Regions from separate parts of the Mus musculus genome. Here region 1 is linked to region 2. A link is a contact called in public promoter capture Hi-C data. All regions are on one chromosome and are shown on one strand. Each heading gives the region's core, a stretch centred on a gene start, on an enhancer-like site or on the middle of the called end of the contact. The rest is flanking DNA. Distances are from core to core; before and after follow the strand shown.

Region 1 (6,109 bases), core at 2,843-5,342, 290 kb before region 2:
TGCTTCAAAGCAGTGAAGGTTTTCTGGCCGTGATAGTACCTCGGGTTTCTAGTTGTGAACCCCGAAGAGTGAGCATTTAAGTCCCTCACTTGTCTGCGATAAAGTCTTTGAAGACGTTGATCTTTGTGGAAGATCGTCTTTGTGGAAAGGTTTCTCACCAGTATCTCTGAGAGAACTTCCCAGAGAGAATGCTGGTGCTCAGAAACTGGGTCTGCGGTTGAAGCGTAGGAAGTCGGAAACCAGTTTTTGCAGGGGCCAGAGAGCTCCGCAGTTCCTGCCCTCCCTCGCTAACGTCCGAGGCCGCGCGCCAGCCCACATTTGGGACCGTGATCCTTGCTGCCCCCTAGTGGCACCTCTGCATTCTCCCCGCTGCGCCCCGGGAGCTCAGACTTGGCTTTCTTCGGGAGATCATTGATGTGTAACTTCTCCCTCTGTGTGCTTTTTACCCATAAAGCGTGTTCCTCTTGTAAAATATTAAATCCGGATACTTGAAGTCACTTCACTTCAATGAAGTGAGGAACAGTGAACAAGGAAAGTCAGCACTGGGTGTGGTAAGAAGTGCTCAGAAGCCCAGCAAAGACCCCTTTACCAAGAACCCCAAGTTATTTTGCAAGCTAAGGCTACTGTTGGAAGATCGCCTGCTGTCTTTAGAACAACTGGAGCTGCCAACCCTTATGACTTCTGAGCCTTGACCTGACCATTTGTGTTGTCTTACGACAGTTGCTATTCATTCTGGGATGATCTCTCTGCCACCCCACCCCACCCGGACACACACAGACACTCCTGGCCTCTGTCCCACACACCTGCACACATACACCTGCCTTTTCTCACCCCGAGGGGCAGACGAACAGTATACCACAGTGTCTGAAAAGTCAGAGGAGGTCAGGGCTGGGACACTCCAAGTGAATAGTGTTTTTCCTCTGACCCTTCGTCCCTCACATTCTATTTTCAACTATGTTTACTTTTAGTGACTTTTTTAATGGTGTAAGGATACAATTTTTTGGCTTACAAGCACCGTGGCATTTGGCTCACACATTGTGTCAGGGGTGCTGCCAACCATCCAGTGTCACTGATATGTACCCTGTGGGAACGTCACTTTGGTCAGTCTCTGTTGGGTAAATGATTGCTCTTGTCTGTGGTCTGTGGAGTTGCTGGAACATGGGTGGTTGAAAATGGTTTTTCTGATACACTGTAGATCTTTCCCATCTCAACTGAGTTGTGGGCCTTGTTGTCTGCCCTTAGCCTTAGCTAAGCCTTAGCAGGCTCTGTACAGAACTCCAGCACACTTCACTCGCTCTGGACTTCCTGTTAGCTCTAGGTATACTGAGGCTGTGGTCCTCCCTCGTCCCCTCCTGCAGTAGGAAAAGACTTTGCTGCATATTCTGCCTTTCCTGTTATTGTCGTCATCATCGTCGTTGTGAAGAGTCAGTCACCCCAGCCACTGGCACTTAGCGCTGGTTGGTGTGGAAGGGTATGAAGGACGTTGGCACATGCATTTGGAGCGATGTGCTGAAAAAGACTGGCAGGGGAGGCACAGCTAATAAACCCAGTGTTGTTGCATTGGAGACCTGGCCTCTCTTTGCCTTCCTGCTCACTGCTGCCTCTTGGCTTCCTTTGAAAAGATGGAAGCACACACTTGATTTGGAGGTACTTCCTACCTTCATCAGCCCTGGCCATGGCCATTCTACAAGTCATGGGGGCTGCTTCTCAATGAACCAATGAACCGCTGCTGGGGCTGGGGCTGGGGCTGGGGCTGGGGCTGGGGCTGGGGCTGGGCCTGGGCCTGGGGCTGGGGCTGGGGCTGGGGCTGGGGCTGGGGCTGGGCCTGGGCCTGGGGCTGGGGCTGGGGCTGGGGCTGGGCCTGGGCCTGGGGCTGGGGCTGGGGCTGGGGCTGGGGCTGGGGCTGGGGCTGGGGCTGGGGCTGGGGCTGGGGCTGGGGCTGGGGCTGGGGCTGGGGCTGGGGCTGGGCCTGGGCCTGGGGCTGGGCCTGGGGCTGGGGGGGCTGGGGCTGGGGCTGGGGCTGGGGCTGGGGCTGGGGCTGGGGCTGGGGCTGGGGCTGGGCCTGGGGCTGGGGCTGGGGCTGGGGCTGGGGCTGGCTCCTTGCTCCAAGTTAAGTGGTTTCAATGAGCACTGTTTTGAGTATAGAGCTCAGAAAAGGAAGATTGGAATCACTGTCGGAGTAAAAGTTAAAAGATATTTTTGCCACTTCCCAACCCCAGGGCTAGAACCCAAGTCTCTGGTCACTTCCCTACTCTTTTGAAATGTCAGAGTCCTTCAGTTTTAAGAAAGGAACATGGGCTGCTTTCGGGGAACTTTCTATGGGCAGCCTGAAGACCAGGAGAAGGGAGAAACCAACCTTGAATGAGGCCAGTCTCTGTGGCCTTGGGTTGCTAGGGCCCTCCCCCACACCTCCGCCTGGTGGCTCCTCGGCCCTGACCAGAGCCTTCTTCGCCCTTTCTTCCAGCCCCAGGGCCTTCCACGTCCCGGCTCCTCCTTCCTCGGCCCTCATTCTAGGTGTCCAAGCCAAAGAAGCTGGGTGATTTGTGGATTCAAGTAACCACAGAGGAGCCCTACCAGGCACCCACTCCAAGGGCATCCAGTTCCAAGAAAGCCTGGCTCCAATCCCAGAGAATGAAAAACCCAAAGGTTCGAACATTTAGTTTAATTTAAAACAGGCACAAGTGCAAACAAGTCACAAAAATGTCTAGGGAAGGATGCTTTTGTTTTTTTAAAACTCTGACCCTTAAAAAAAAAAAAAAGACCTTGCAATTTTTTTTTTTTTTTGCCCTAATGCAGGTCATCAGGGAACAGAGGAGTCTAAAAATATTATCTGGATCGGGTCCAGACACTAGAGTTCTTCCTTGGCATTCCCTGTCTCACAACAGCCAGGAAGGTGGGAAGGGAGGGAGGTCAAGGAGGCAGGGAAGTATCAACAGGACAGCTGGGGCAGCAGGCTCACAGAGGAGGTGCCCATCCCTCGCTCGGCATGAGGGACCCCCTCCGGGAGGTGGTTCACCTTTCTGTCCCAGCCCAGGGTTCTGAAAAGGAGGGGTCCCTGATCTGGCCGCTAAGAAGTTGCTGACAGGTAAAACAAAGTTTATTCCCTTACTATTCCTGCCTCAGTATGGGAGAAACTCAGAAACTTTGAGGGCCCCCAGCATGTGTTAGACTTGACATACACACACCCCTTCCCTGTTTAGGTAATAACATGAGACTTGAGAGGCAGAAAGCCAGGTCCAAAAAGCAGATTCCTTCAGAATGGAGCTTGGTAGAAAAGAGGTGGACAGCTCTTCTGAGGCTCTCTGTGGGTGACTGGAAGGACCTGGGCCACTGGGGGAAGTTTACACACACACACACACACACACACACACACACACACAGAGAGAGAGAGAGAGAGAGAGAGAGAGAGAGAGAATGTTCTCTACATCCTGGACAATGGAACCACGTTTACTGCCAACCCCACTCTCTCTCAGAAGATTCCCCCCTGGCTGCTCTCATGGTCTACACACAGGCTATTCACAGTTCCGTAGAGGTTTTCTAGGGCGAGGCAGTGCCAGGGAACAGACAGGAAACAGGTGCAAGTGGGGCTTCCAGAAGTCAGACCAGAGGAGGAAGAAGGATTCAGGCAGCGAAATCCTTCCCCGTGGCCCTCTGGGACTCCAGGGTTTGAAGCTTCAGTTGAGAATAGCAAGTGTCCATGTGGAGATGGAGCATGCACCCTCTTGGTTGCCCCAGGTCACTGTGGACACTGCCTTTAAAAATCTGCAGCAGCCTGTCGGCTTTGCTGGCTTGCGGCCAAGAGCACCACTCTCCGCGTTTCTTAGAAACATCCCTGTGCAAATAACAAAGGGCCAAACCTGCAGAAGGGGTCACTGTCATCCCAAAGGCAACTGGGACTCTGGGGAGTGAAACCAAGGGGGGCAGGTCCGGCCTGGCCCAGCGGGCAAAAGGGCAGGAGGGAAGGTGCGGAGCTTCACATTCGATCTTTGGAGAGAACACTGAGAGGGCAAGGCGGGTAGGCCTTGCCAATGGAACGGCTGTCCAGTGTCCTTTGCCTGTGGGCACAGGTGGCAGGTGCACCCTGGGTGCGGGCTCAGCAGGTGGAGGTCTGCTTGCGGTAGAGCTGTATCAGAGGCACCAGACACTCAGGCAGCCCCGTCTGCAGCAGAAACGGGTGATCCAGAAGCTCCTGGGCCGTGGCTCGCTCTTGGGGTTCCCGTACCAGCATCCGATCCAGGAAGTCTCGCAGCACTGGAGAGACCTATGGAACAGAACCGTGAGGGGGTGAGGGGAAGCCATGGCTCGCAGTCACTTCTCGGCGGCCTGATTGCTGGGCCCCCACTAGCTCCACACCTCATCTTCTCTGCTTTCTTACTTTCTGGTTCCTCCCAGGCGCACTGATGATTGGCTTAGGAGGCAGGAGAAGGAGGCCAGTTCACCTGTTATGAGAGCGGCAGAGCAATGAATGGGATGAGGATGTCTGGAAGTCTGGGTGGCTGGGTTCCACACACGGCCCACTCCCCCTGCCTGCTTCTCGGGGCTCTTGGCTTTCAGGCTCTGCAGCTCTGCGAAAGGGGCATGGAACTGGCATCAGCGATCCAGTTCCTCATCTACCGGGCTGCCTGGGGAATGCTACAGAAGGCTGCCCCCCTGGAGCAGTTAACTAACTAACGGGTGCTCTTTGAGACCTGCTCATCTCAGGCTTCGCAGGGCAGTCTCCAGGGACCAAGCTGTCTTAGAGCCTGTTAGAAACCGGGCATCAATCCTCTGGGGCATTTTTTAGCTTTGGCCACTAGGTGGCAGTACCATTTAGCTGTCTGTCCTGTGGCAATCTGGCAGCAGGGGAATGGATTTATTTGGCAGGAGAGAGTTAATTATAATAAGTATAGATACTGGGTCTAAGGCGCAAACAGTGGCTCAGCTATGATCGAGATGTGTCATACAGGAGGACAAGCCCAATCATGTGATGGCACTGTGTTGGTATGGGCCCCAGACAAGTAGAATGGAAGGATTTGTACTCTGGATTCCTCCTTGGGAGACAGCTAGGGCTCCTCTTCCTCCTCATAGGGATAGGCGAAGAGCCTGCTGTGTCGTGGCTCTCCTGCTGCAGCTGCAGGTGGGAATTTGTTGGCATGAATCTGATGGTTGGTACATACATGTGACTGCACAGGTTTTATGTGGAAAAAGACCAAAAACATATATGTGGATATATATATATATATATATCCTTCTGAGTCCATGGCTCCAGGTCCCTGTCCTCCTGTCTCAGGAGAAATGGGCTTGGGGGTATGAGGTTGAGGAGTTCACACCTAACACAATAACTGACCTTGTAAGAGTTCTTTAGCTTGGGTGGGGCGCTGTCCCGCAGCCTCTTCATGGCTTGCACTGGGGAGTCACTGAAGTAGGGGGGTTCTCCATCCACCATCTCAATCACCATGATGCCCAGAGACCAGATATCCACCTGCGGGAGAATAGCCCTGACTCTGCTGCTGGGGTCTGGCTCTTGGTGGCAGTGTGTTGGATGGAGTATCTTGTCTCCTACCAGGTGCCCTAGTGTGGCTGCCTCCTTCCCTCACCCCCTGGTCCGATGCCCTACGTTCAGCCCCTTTTTGTATGAGTGGCCAGTGACCATAGAAACCACCCCTCATGGAGAACACTGGCCATAAGCAAGTGCAGAAGAGAGCAGTGTGTGGCAGGGCCTGCTGCATAGTGAAGTCCAGGTGAGAGTAACTCCATCAAAAAGGGGAGGCAGGTCAGGGTGCAATGGTGCAGACCTTCAGTCCCAGCATTTAGAAGGCAGGGGCAGGCATATTTCTGTGAATTTGAGGCCAGTCTGCTCTACATAGTGAGTCCCAGGAAATGGAGGACACAGAGAGACCCTGTCTCAAAAGGAAGGCAGCGGGTAGGTACTGATTAAGTGGAGACCTCAGAACCGGGGTCATTAATAGTGGAAATACTTAACATGGGCAAGACCGAGGAGCTACGTGGCCCGAAGCCTGGAGAGCTGGGGATGGAGGGAACCCTTACCTCAGTAGCGTACAGGGATCTGGAGATCACTTCAGGAGCCATCCAGTATGGAGTTCCTACCAGGGACTTTCTCTTGGGAACA
Region 2 (5,987 bases), core at 1,569-4,068:
TTTAATAAAAGTTCTATTCCAGGTTAATTAAAATTTCAATCTCCTGCCTTTGGACTCATTTGATAAATTACTGTAATTATATAAACCAAAGTTATTTACAGACAATAGACAACGCTGGATTTTGTCACCTGTTTTGGAAATCTAAAAATACTTGATAAGCAGAGCCCAGTGCTTCTTTATGTTCGCGCTCTGAGAGCGAGGGAGGCTAAGGCAGAACTTCCAAGAGCAGACGGTTAGCTTATGTCATATTATGAATTCAAAGCAAGCAAAGGATACATAGTGAGACCCTGTCTCAAGCCCCTTTTACCACAAATCAGAAAACAAAAGAAACAGACCCCAAACGTAATAAATGAAAGGCCGGAGCTTTAGCTTTAGCACATGAGAGGGAAAGATGTCTCCTGTGGACATTAGGGCTTTTACAAGAGGACACGTAGATCCTTTGGTACAGAATGGACGGCACCTGCTTAGCCATTTCCTTCCTTTTCTTCTCTTCCTTGATCTCCTCTTTCCTTCTCTGAATCTCGTGGAGGATTTCACGTTGCTGAAATAAATCAGACCAGGTCAGACACCAATCTATATAAGAAGGCACCCAGCAGGTCCATTCTGGACTCACATAGCTTTTCAATTTCCATGCCAGGGCCCTCATTTCCTGAGATCTACACATGAAAACTTGGAGTAGCCACGCTCATGTCTGCTGCCAGTGTCTCTGAGCAGCAGGCTTCCCTGTGAGGTACTGGGTTTGTCTTCCTTTTCACTCTTCTAGCTTCAACATCTGCCCATGTGCAGAGGCTGGGTGCAGGGGCTGTTGTCTTCCATGAACTTATACAGGTGTGGTGGAGTTGGACGTTCTCAGAGCCTGGGCCTAGGGTGGCAAAGGCCCAGGTATCACATCAGCCCACCATGACCTTAATATGCCTTCTCACATCATCCTTTTGAGTATTAAGTTATTTTGATCTTCGTCAATTGTTCTTAGTTCCCTACAACTGTAAATTTTATCAAGAGTATTAAGTCATCAGAAATGTAAATAGCAATAAAATGCAAAAAAACATAATCTAAATTTACAGGTAGTTACAGCAGTATACCAAAAAAGACTGTGAGTTAAAGGCCCACTAACATCTAATACTGAGCAACTATGCACTCTAACTGGGGACTTGACATGGTTTAATAGGAGCCAAGCAATATGGGTAAGATCCATCTCAATGGAATATGAGGGATGGAGAATGTTTGCCCTGTCAAGAACAACAACATGCTATAGAAAACACACAGAGGATGTTAGTATAGCATAGGGTGGACAAAATGAGGCAGAAACAAGAACCAGACGTAAGCACCTAAAAGCAGGAAGGGGCTATTTGGAAAGAGGAAAGGTGCCAGAGGATGGAGAAGGAGAGGGACGAGAAAGGATAGCAGCATGGTGAATGTGATCAAAGTATGTCATGTGTATGCATAAAATGCCACTAGGAGACATATTACCATTAAAGAAAGTGGGAGAAAATCCAAGTCTTGAAGTATGAGTAGTAATATCTATAGCAAGAAAGAAAACCAGACTTTCATACCAAGAAATAAACATAAACCCAGTCCTAGATGGGAGTTTAGTATGGATAAGATACCAATTCTTCCCCAAAGAATATGCAAATTTGCTCTAATCAGTCAAAAATCTCAGGAGGCTTATCCGTTTTGTAGAATCTGAAGGGACAATTCCATAGTTCACCTGTGACACTTGGTACATGGCACATGTCTGTGATACCCACACTGGGATACACAGTAAGACCCTGCCTCGGGAAAAAGAACCAAGGTAAGAGAGGGAGAGGAGAGGAAGCTGGGGAAGAAAATGAAGAGCAACAGAATGGAAGAAAAAATAATGGAAGATGAGGGGGCGGGGAAGGGTAGGTTGGCCTGTGAAATATTAAAAACATGCAAAGATTAAAAAAAATCAGAGCATGTGAATACTCAAGAAAATGAACTTAAATTTCCCCATAGATTCTAGCATAGGTAAGCAATTAAGACACACTTCAAAACAGTGGTTCTCAACTTGGGTGTGCAAATCAGATATCCACATCATGATTCATAACAGCTGCAAAATTACAGTTATAAAACAGCAACAAAATTTAATGATGGGGGGTCACCAAAATATGAGGAATGTATTGAAGGGTTGTAGCATTAGGAAACTTGAGAACTACTGTTTTAGAGGAATCCTACAGATCACTGAATGAGGAATGGCTGTGGAATGTGTTAGGGAAACACCTCTTTCTTTTCTTTCTTTCTTTCTTTCTTTCTTTCTTTCTTTCTTCCTTCCTTCCTTCCTTCCTTCCTTCCTTCCTTCCTTCCTTCCTTCCTTCCTTCCTTCCTTCCTTTCTTTCTTTCTTTCTTTCTTTCTTTCTTTCTTTCTTTCTTTTTTAACCTGCACCCACATAAGTACTTACTAAGTTGATCAAGGGGCTAAAAAGAAAACAATTTTAAGTTAAAAATCAAGAAGGAAACCCAGGGTATAAAACATCTTAAAGGATTTTTAAAAGTCAGGAAGCAGTTCCTGCTCAGGAGAAGTTAACAGAAGAATAGAGCTGTTTAGTGACCATGAAAGTAAGTTTAACTCCTGGCTCTTCTACCCACTGGGCATCAGCCACATCTGTCAGTCAGGAGGAAAAAGCCTCCAGATTCAGTGAACTCCTGTACAGGTTGGCAGGCTTAGCGACACAGGAAGTCCAGTCATATGAGCCACTTAGAGAAGGGCTCCAAGCCAGTGATGGCTGCAGGGAGAGAGCTGGGTAGTGTTGCTCAGTGACTTGTAGTGATTTCTCTCACATGAATGCACATTTCCTGAATGAAGTGATGAGTAAGACTCACAGACATACTCATAGTGAGAGTGGGAATAGACACATGGAGGCCTCCAGGCTGGGGCCAGCACTAACAGCTGGTTCTCACCTCCTGCTCCTCCTTCCGCCTGGCCTCCAGCAACCTCTGCTGCTTCTCCTGAGCCTGCCTTTCCAGCATTTCTTCATGGAAAGACTTTGGTGGGGGCTTGTTATGCTCGCTGAGAAACGACTGCACATGGTGTGCCAGTTCAAATATCATCACCTACACATGTAAACAAAACAACCACAAATGATCAGTTGATGGCAAGGGGCAGGGCCTGGAGAGGGACTGCCACCCGGCAACACGATGAGCAGGCAGCCAGACTCACCTGCCGTGCCAGCATTTTGTCACTTTGCTCTGACATCTTTGGAATTAGGTATATGACACAGTCACAGTAGAAAAAGCGCTTAGAGGGCTCACTGAGTCTGTGATCAAGATACATCGCTGCTGAGATAAATAAAAAGTGTCTCTTCTTGTGTATGTGTGTATGTGTGTGTGGGTAAGATCTACTCAAATATACTGTCATTTTCCTAACATCTAATCATCTGTATAAATAAAGCTGAAAACTATGTACAACTGTAGAAAGGGAGTGGCTACCTTGCCAAGTAGAGAGCCTGTTTACTTGACGGTTGGACAGAACGGTCCCATGAGCATCAATCAGTGCTGTCACTTGTCCAGATAGCACACTGATCAGAGGCCCAGAAGCAAGTCTATAGACCTCTCCTTCCCTCCCTTCTGGCAATGAACAAGCAAGAGGCTGGTCAATATGTAAGGAATCAGCCAGACAGAGCCAGGAAGGGAAGGCAACCTCAAACATCCATAGGGGAACAGAGAAAGTCACCTTTCTAGCCTCTGGGCTAAGCCAGAAGCCACAGTAGGGTGGCAATCAATAGTTCAGGGGTTCTGAGACCACACTGACTGGCATCCAGCCCAGGGTACCATAGCCAAGCTGCTTCTGTCAGTGAAGAATGTGGACCGAGGCGCTTTCCCCCACAGTTACCAGAGAGCATTTAAACATCTTACTCTTTCATGCTGCTTCTAAGGGGCCTGAGCATTGATGACGCTTTCCTCGAGAAGCTGTGAGTCTGTTCACAGTTGGCCTTCCCAGAAGTATGTGCTAAGAAAGTGCAGCCTTCGCTCGGTAGAGGTGATATACTTTTTTATTATACCAGAAGCGGTGGTGTTTACTAAATATATCTTGACCTAGGGTTGAGTAATGTCAGTCTAGAGGCTAAGCAAGGGCTAAAATAACATTGGGTAAAGCAAGATGTTCCCACCACTCCCAGAGACCATTTCTAAACCAGAACCAGGCAAGACCACAACTGTCAAGGTTTTGTTCTCATTGATTTAACTTATTAGCACTTTCTGAGCAAGTGAAGTCTGATACAATTTGTAGGACTGCATAAAAGCAAGCATATTCCAAAGTGAGTCTTCCTGAGTGCTTCTCTCCTGTCCATCCAGGGCTGGCCTCAGATGCTGCTCAAGGGCTTCTCCTGCCCTCTTTCCACTCTGGACACCTCATCATGATTCTCCAGAGCATTAGTCTCCAGTCGGCCATGGTTTTAGACAATGCTTTGTCTGTGCCCCTCATGGAGGCCAAATTGTCTGAACACCATAGTTCCCCAGCATAAGATGTTCAGTAAATAACTTCTGACTGACTCAGGGAGGAACCCAGGAGTTTGATTTTATCAGTTAAAAAAAAAAAAAGAATCTTTGGTACACTTTGGATCACTTTCCACGACTAATAAAGGCCTGCTAACACACAGCCAGATGTGTAGTGCACTCCCTGACTAATCCTCAGGAGGCAGAGACAGGCAGAGACAGGCAGATGTCTGTGAGGCCAGCCTGGTTTCTATGTGAGCTCCAGGGCTACATAGTGAGACTCTGTCTCAAAAACAAACAAACAAACAAACAAACAACCCTCCACTCCCCAACCCCCACCAAAAAAACCCAACCAACCAACCAAGATCTACTAATGTAGATCAAAAGTCACTCAGAGGAGTGTTGAGCATGTGGGCACACACCTCTGATTTGGGCCACCAGAGCCATCTAGTGAGACTCTGTCCCCCAGCACCCCTCATCCCCCAAAACATCACTGGGGCAAAGGTGAATGTTCCTAATCATTGCTTTTGGTGCTCCTCCGTGTAGAGAATGAAGCCTCGGTACTTTAACAGGCGGCCTTCAGGGAAGACCCTACCACAGCCAGTCCCTAAGCTTATGCTAACGTTTCATTACACTCCATTTTACTTGAAAACATAAATGAATTCTTTAGAATTGTATTTTTAACTGCCAGGACTTCAGAGCTATGAAGACAAACTTTTGATAAACAGGCTGGACCTGCACAGCACAGTCCCACACTTTATGCCCCTCCAACCCCTTCCCATGAGGATGGCTCCCGTAAGCTTTTTTTCCTCCAGTTTTTGGGGCAGACTCCCACAGCACTCTGTCCACTACTGAGACATGCAGAAATGCTGCCTGGCAACCGTGACTGACAGGCATCGCTGCCCCCACTTCCAAGGCTTTCCAACTTGAAACCATTCCCACTGAATAAATTTGCCATTCCTTGCTCTCCCAGCCCCAGCAGCTACCATTCTCCTCTCTGTCCTGTGAGTTTGACTATCTGGAATAGTCATGGAGTACCTGTCTTACTACAGCCAGCTCATTTCACTTATTCCAACTTCTTTAAGGTTGCACTACGTTGTGGTGAATGTCAGAATTCCCTTCCTATGTAAGGCTGGACAACACTACATTGCACTTTGACCTCCTGGCCTAACTACCTGTGGCTGACAGCTGAGATACTGGGTGGAGCAGACGCTGTAGCTCCCTGGCTGGTGCGCGATCACAAAGGGAAGCAGCCATGTGACTAGGCTGTGCTACTCTGTAGGATGAGTACACCCTTTTTACTCAGGACAGGTTTATCACTCTAGCTTGAAGAACATGTGTGGGAGTATTTATAGCAACTTTATTTATAATAACTAAAAACTGGAAAACTCAATGTATTTCATCTTGTAAATGGCTAAAGGAACATCAAGGTGGAATACTATTCAGTTATGAAATGTAACAATTATTGTTATATTTAACCACTTGGGAAACTCTTCAGAGAACCTGAAAAAATTACCAACCTCTCCTAAGGTTGT

Evidence for each region. Capture Hi-C pulls out chosen DNA fragments and counts their contacts.
Region 1: a promoter capture Hi-C map of pancreatic islet shows a contact between it and region 2. The contact joins two enhancer-like sites. A contact is called at or near these places in 1 of 39 promoter capture datasets (second pharyngeal arch cranial neural crest) and 1 of 9 other capture datasets (pancreatic islet).

Annotation. Positions count from the first base shown.
Region 1 is chr2:118,694,559-118,700,667 of GRCm38.p6, reverse strand. Pak6 (p21 (RAC1) activated kinase 6) reads right to left here. Exons shown (of 11, transcript NM_001033254.3): 9 at 6,028-6,109; 10 at 5,327-5,461; 11 at 2,648-4,261. The coding sequence ends at 4,094. It overlaps Ankrd63 (ankyrin repeat domain 63), which reads left to right. Exons shown (of 1, transcript NM_001081971.1): 1 at 1-1,565. Among named protein-coding and RNA genes, the nearest start is that of Ankrd63, 6.4 kb to the left of the region's middle. Within about 2 kb of position 4,092, at least 29 of the 459 cell types and tissues checked have an H3K27ac peak or open chromatin away from gene starts, as enhancers often do. A contact at or near this core is called in pancreatic islet, where this site is marked.
Region 2 is chr2:118,405,437-118,411,423 of GRCm38.p6, reverse strand. It overlaps Eif2ak4 (eukaryotic translation initiation factor 2 alpha kinase 4), which reads right to left. Exons shown (of 39, transcript NM_013719.3): 4 at 2,920-3,072; 5 at 461-541. Among named protein-coding and RNA genes, the nearest start is that of Eif2ak4, 20 kb to the right of the region's middle. Within about 2 kb of position 2,818, at least 26 of the 459 cell types and tissues checked have an H3K27ac peak or open chromatin away from gene starts, as enhancers often do. A contact at or near this core is called in pancreatic islet, where this site is marked.